Regions from separate parts of the Sus scrofa genome. Here region 2 is linked to region 1. The links are chromatin contacts, called in public Hi-C maps. All regions are on one chromosome and are shown on one strand. The core of a region is the stretch at or near the end of the contact, and the rest is flanking DNA. Distances in the headings are between cores, read along the strand shown. Region 1 holds the start of TAOK1 (serine/threonine-protein kinase TAO1). Region 2 holds the start of NSRP1 (nuclear speckle splicing regulatory protein 1).

What was found. A called contact is a pair of places that touch in the nucleus more often than the background predicts.
Region 2: a Hi-C map of epiblast stem cells shows a contact between it and region 1, with 2.6 times the contacts expected there. The contact joins the promoter of NSRP1 here to the promoter of TAOK1 in region 1. A contact is called at or near these places in 1 of 5 promoter capture datasets (fetal liver) and 1 of 47 Hi-C or Micro-C datasets (epiblast stem cells).

Annotation. Positions count from the first base shown.
Region 1 is chr12:45,595,744-45,598,443 of Sscrofa11.1, reverse strand. TAOK1 (serine/threonine-protein kinase TAO1) reads right to left here and starts at 1,377. Exons shown (of 20, transcript XM_003483075.4): 1 at 710-1,377.
Region 2 is chr12:46,209,500-46,212,496 of Sscrofa11.1, reverse strand. NSRP1 (nuclear speckle splicing regulatory protein 1) reads right to left here and starts at 1,295. Exons shown (of 7, transcript XM_003131784.6): 1 at 1,195-1,295. The coding sequence starts at 1,214. MIR423 (microRNA 423) reads right to left here and starts at 972; the gene lies at 893-972.

The DNA of each region.
Region 1 (2,700 bases), core at 128-2,627:
GCCATATCCCCCAACAGTAACAGATATATTTCCCAGGGACAGATCTCAGAATTATACCGGTACTATTAAGGATTTAAAACCAAAGGAAGAGGGATAACCTTTGCAAGGGAAGCGCCATTACTTCCCTCTCCTGCTCCCTCTCCCTTCAGTATATACATGGGCCTGTGTATGAAGAAACTGCCTTGGACTTCTGCAGCATTGCAGTACACTAAAGGATGGGGAAAGGTACAGGGAAAGAAATGCTTCCATCACCCCTACAGAAGACGGGTACAGATTTCCTGTGGGGGTGGATGTGTGGGAATCCACCCAGTAGGCTACCTTGAGCAGTCTCCCTTCCCAGGAATACACAGACACTACAAAGGAGGAGAGGGAGGAGCAGAGGGATCAGAAGGGAAAAGGACCTCGCGCCTTTAAATCGGGGTGCACATCAACCCAGTCTCCCTAGGAGGGCCACACCTTCCTCGAGACGGCTCCTTCCACCACCCCCTTCCGGTGACCCTCAGGAAAGAGGAAAGTAATTGCTCTAGCCCCTCCAAACGGGAGGGCGCCCAGCTCACCAGCTTCTTCACCCCACCCACAGAATCACAGACCCTCCTTGTCTCCCTCCCCCACCCCACCCCCACATCCCCTCTTCCGCGCCGCGGCCAGAGTGGGCCGAATTTCCCCGCCCCCTCCATGTCTCCCTTTCCCAGAGCAGAGGTGCCCTTACCCTTTAGCCGACAGGTCTGGGGCGGAGTAGGCAGGCGTAGCCCCCTGCAGCGCTTGGGTAGCCGCTGCGCTGGAGCTCGAGGAGTGAGGAGGAGGAGGAGGGGGCCAGGCGACAGACTGCCGCCCCCCCCCCCCCGGAGCCCCAGCAAGCCGCCCAGCCCTAGCTCTGCGACGAGGGGCGGGGGGGGGGGGGCGAGGGGACGACCGGGGTCGAGGAGGCGCCCTCAGCGCTTAGGCTCAGCTAAGATGGCGCGGGGAAGTGCCGGGAGCCGCCGCCGCCGCCTCCGGGGAACCGGCTCGGGCCTCGGCCGCCTCCTGTCCTCACACAGCCGAGGCCCTCTCGGTTCCCCGCCGCGGCCCCTCGGCGGGCGGGCCGAGGCACAACCCTCCACTACCACCACCACCCCTGGGAAGGGGGCGCTCACAAAGGGAAGAGAGGCCACGGGCCGGCCGGCCGGCGGCGGGGCGGGGTCCCCAGGGGCCTGAGGCCTCAAAGGTTCGCGGGTGCCTCGCGCTCTCGGCCCGCGAAGGGCGCAGGCAGGCGGGACCCCTCCTCTCTTCTTAGGCGGTTGGCAGCACAGACTCACTCTCTTAGCCACCCTCCCTCTCTCTCTCCGAGCCCTGAAGCCACAGAGCCCGGCCGCTGCCCAGATTCCCCCCTTCCCCAACACCACTCCCCTCCTCCCGACAGTCATCCCAGTCTCCGATCTCGCGAGATTTCCCGCCTGACAGACCCGACCCTGCGCGAGACAAGACGGGAGCGCGCGAGTGCTTACACTGGGCGGAGTCTCACGAGTAGCTCCGACTTCCAGCCTCTGTCCAGCCCAATTTCACTCAGCTGGCAGAGTTCTTCTCTCACGCGGGCATCAGGTGTATTCATTTCACCCTGAAATCTAAGAAAGAAGAGCTTATCTGCTCTCCTCCTTTGCTTTTCCCACTTCCAAAATACCCGCCCCCCGCCCTCCCCACTAACCCCGCGCTTGAGAAATTTGCCCTGACACGTTGAATATCCCATTTTTACACACCTTAGTTCTTGTCCTCTGTGGAATTCAGGGGTTGACTGGTCAGCGTAATCAATATATAATTGAGTATTTCAGATTCTATAAGTTTATAATAATTTCTGGAATGGTAATAAGAGTTGTAAATACAGATGTAAACCATCCTATATGTTAGGGATGGTAGGAAAGGGACAAATTCTTGAAAAGTTTTTGTGAATTGCTTGAGTAGGTTGAGTGACAAGAGCAGTAAACAAGCTAGAGTCCTAAGGGAAGAGGTAGTGCTTCTCATTCTTGTAGTAAAAAACTTTTTTTTTTTTTAAGGGGAAAACCCCTTCAGTGGATTGCAAACAGAGCAATTTTATTCAGGAACCAAAAGGAATACCTAAGGAGCAGTCATAAAAAAAAAAAAAATTTGGTTCATCAATCAGTAAAACAACTGAGATAAATACATGTCGTGTGGGGCTTATGAGTGAAAATGTACTCCAGAACAGTTATTGAAAGTTACAGTAAACTAGGAAAGTACCCTGGCAGTGGTGAGAAAAAGCAAGCTCTCTGCTTCAGTAGGATATATATTTAATTTGTTTTAAATGTTCCCTCTCCTAGTAAGGGTCCTTGTTTTGTCAGTCATTCCTCTTTTCACCTACATTGTCAACAATTCTCAAATGGCGACTTCTCCTGAGCATAAAAAAATGCCCTGCTTTCTCCTTCTTTGAGGGAAAAAGAAAGATTACAATCTTCACCTCTCCTCCACAGACAAGTTCTTGAAAAAGTTGTCTATCTTCCCACCTCTATCAAAAATTAAGAATTTGATTTGCCAAGGTCAAGAGTGACCTCCTAGTTGCTATGTCTAATGGAGTCATTTTAATGCCTTCCTTCTCGATAGCTACAATATTTGACATAGTTGTTACTCCTTCCATCTTGAAACGTGTGTACCTCTTCGCAGCACCACTCAAGACCAGTTATTTCTCCTTTCCTGCATCTGGAGCCCCTCTTC
Region 2 (2,997 bases), core at 46-2,545, 610 kb before region 1:
TTTTTTTAAAATAGAAATTACACCATTATGTTTAAACTTTAAAAAATAATACATCCACTATCTCTTTCAGATGTAACTACCAAGTCAAAACATGTTATATAGTCTAGGAACATATAACACTGGTTCTCATTTTCAACCATCTCAGAGTTCTAATATGCGCTAAGATTTTATAATTATTACTCTAAATGATTACTTGTGGTCACCGGCCAAAATCAAAATACCATTTTAACCAAAGAAGTGAATGAAGAGTTCAGAAATGTTTTATATGGTGAAATGATAGTAAGATTTTAAAAAGAACATGTTAGTGGAAAGCTCAGCTGATGTCCACTACAAAGAAAAACACTCTAAAGTATCCTCGTGGTCTAACAAGAGTAAAGAAAAAAAATTATTTTCTCCCCTACTGAGTGCTCACACAATTTTAAAGAAGTTATTGGATAAAGGTTAATGTCACCCATGGAAAAACTTTTGAAGGTTACATTAACTGAGAAACCCAAACAGCCATGGGCAAATTCCCATTACCCTTTATTAAGCCCACTTGCTTTGTCTTGGAGCACCTGAAAGTACCATCCCATCAGATACAACTCATTTAGTTTCTCACGTTGGCCTTTAAGATACAGAAACCACGGGAAGCCGTATCCAAATTGAGGATTGTACATCAAAAGTAAAACTTGCAAGAAGATATAACATTTCTCTTTTGCGGCAATATATGCCCCAATTTCCTATATGCCTACCCTTTTCTGTGGCTTCTCAGCACAACATTCCTAAACCGAGAAGGGAGGGCGGGAATCAGAACTTGAGTTGCCAAGGAGAACAAGGCCCTATAAGAAAGCCAGGAATTGTCTCTTCTCATTACCCCTGAAAGCATCCAACCGGGGAGAAACTCAAGCGCGGGGTAGGAAGCAAGACTGAGGGGCCTCAGACCGAGCTTTTGGAAAATAGAAAAGTCTCGCTCTCTGCCCCTCAGCCTAACTTTCTTTATTTCCTCACAAGTTTCTCCCTCAAACTTCGGGCTTCCATCCTGGAAAATGTGGGGGGGGATGGGAATATATGTTCCTCAGAATTTCTCGCTTTTCCCCGTCTCTATCCCTGACGACACAGCCCCTTCACTTCCAGCGCATTTTTACTCCTCGGCCAAAGTCACAGTCGCCGTGGTGTCTCACTTCCCAGCCTAACCCTAACTCCCGGATCACTCACTGCCTGCCCGGAATCGCCATCTTGCTCCCGTCTCCGCTGAACGTGGCCGACGCCGACGTGACGCTGACGCAGGTAAGAGCGTCGTTACGTGAACTCTCGCGCGGCCTTAGGCGGCCTGGAACCCGCCTACCCGCTGGGTTCGTATTTTCAATTGCTTGGTGCAGCTGGGTGCCAGGTTGTTCGGGCTTGGCTTTCGGCATTGTTTGAAAACCGAGGGACTGCCTCCACACCGGTGGGAAGAAAGGAATGACAAAATTCTAGGCCAGTGATTCCCAGAGTGTGGTCCTGGGGCCAGCAGCATTGGCACCATCCAGGAATTTGTTAGAAATGCAAAATTTCCCACCCTATTTCACACCTACCAAATCAGAAACTCTGGGATGGGGCCCAGCAATCTGAATTTTAAGGAGCCCTCGAGCTAATTCTGACACTCTGGTTTGAAAACCACTGCCCTAGGCTATGGATTTTTTTTTTCCCCTGAGATATTCCGTTTGCGTATATCTGGCTCAGGATAATTTGCAGAAGATCAAAATCCTTATGCTAAGTATCTCATATTCGGACAGAAATGATTAATAACAATACCATGGTACTACTGGGTGGGTATAGGATTAAAGTCTTCTATGATACTTTTAAAAAAATTCTAGGCACGCGTTTCACCTGTGCACCTACTCACTTTTGGCCCATTCCAAACTAGTCATACAGCAAGTGAAAAAGATCTCTTGAATTACCAACAGGAATTACCTGACAGAAGATGTTAAAATCTCCAACTATAATTGTGGATTTGTCTGTTTCTCCTTTTACTTCTGTCAGGTCTTGTTTCGTGTATTTTGAAGTTCTGTTATTAGATGTATAAATATTTAGGCTTGTTATATCCTCTTATATTGACCCCATACTATTAAAAAATGATTCTCTTTATTCTTTTATTTTTATTTATCTTACCTGATATTAATATAACCACTGATTGTTAGCATAGTATATCTTTTCCTATCCTTTTTTATTTTTTTTAATTTTATGGCTGCATCCATGCATATGTAAGTTTGCCTGGCCAGGGATTGAATCCGAGCTGCAGCTGCTACAATGCAATGAAAGTTAAGAGATAAATCCTAAATTCTCATCGTGAGGAAAATTTTTTTTCTTTTGTATCTATATGAAATAATGGATGTTCACTAAATTTATTGTAATAATTTCATGATATATATGTCAATTTATTATGCTCTACACCATAAACTTATACAGCACCGTATGTTAATTATGTCTCAATAAAACTGAAAGAAAAAAAGATCAAATTAAAAAGAATCCATAAGCACACATTCAGTTAGCTGTCAGAGTGATGACATCATCACACATCATGAAGCCTCTGAAAAGCTTTATTGTACTCTGGTGTGAGGATAAGAGTGAAAAAAGCAAATAATGTCCTAGTATTGTTAGAAAGATAGTTTTGACCTGGAAAATCCCAAAAGGGTTTAAAGGACCTACACATTTTAAGATCCACTCTTCTGAATGAATTAATGCTGGGATGTATTACATAGTTTTGCATATAGGAATGTGCTGGATATTTTCTCCCCAAAGTGATTAGGGCAGGACCAGATACAAGCCAAATATGAAATCTGCTTAGGGAACAGTGAAATACATATATATACATATATATTGGTTTCTGCCCCTGGTTCCTTGGGCAGAGCTGCTAAAACCATTGTGAGTTACAAGAGCACTGAGAAAAATTTTTGTTCTGATATTTGATCTTCCACCCTGGTTCCTGATGTATTTTGTTCCAATGAGGTAACTCTGGGTGGTCTTCTGGATAGTCTC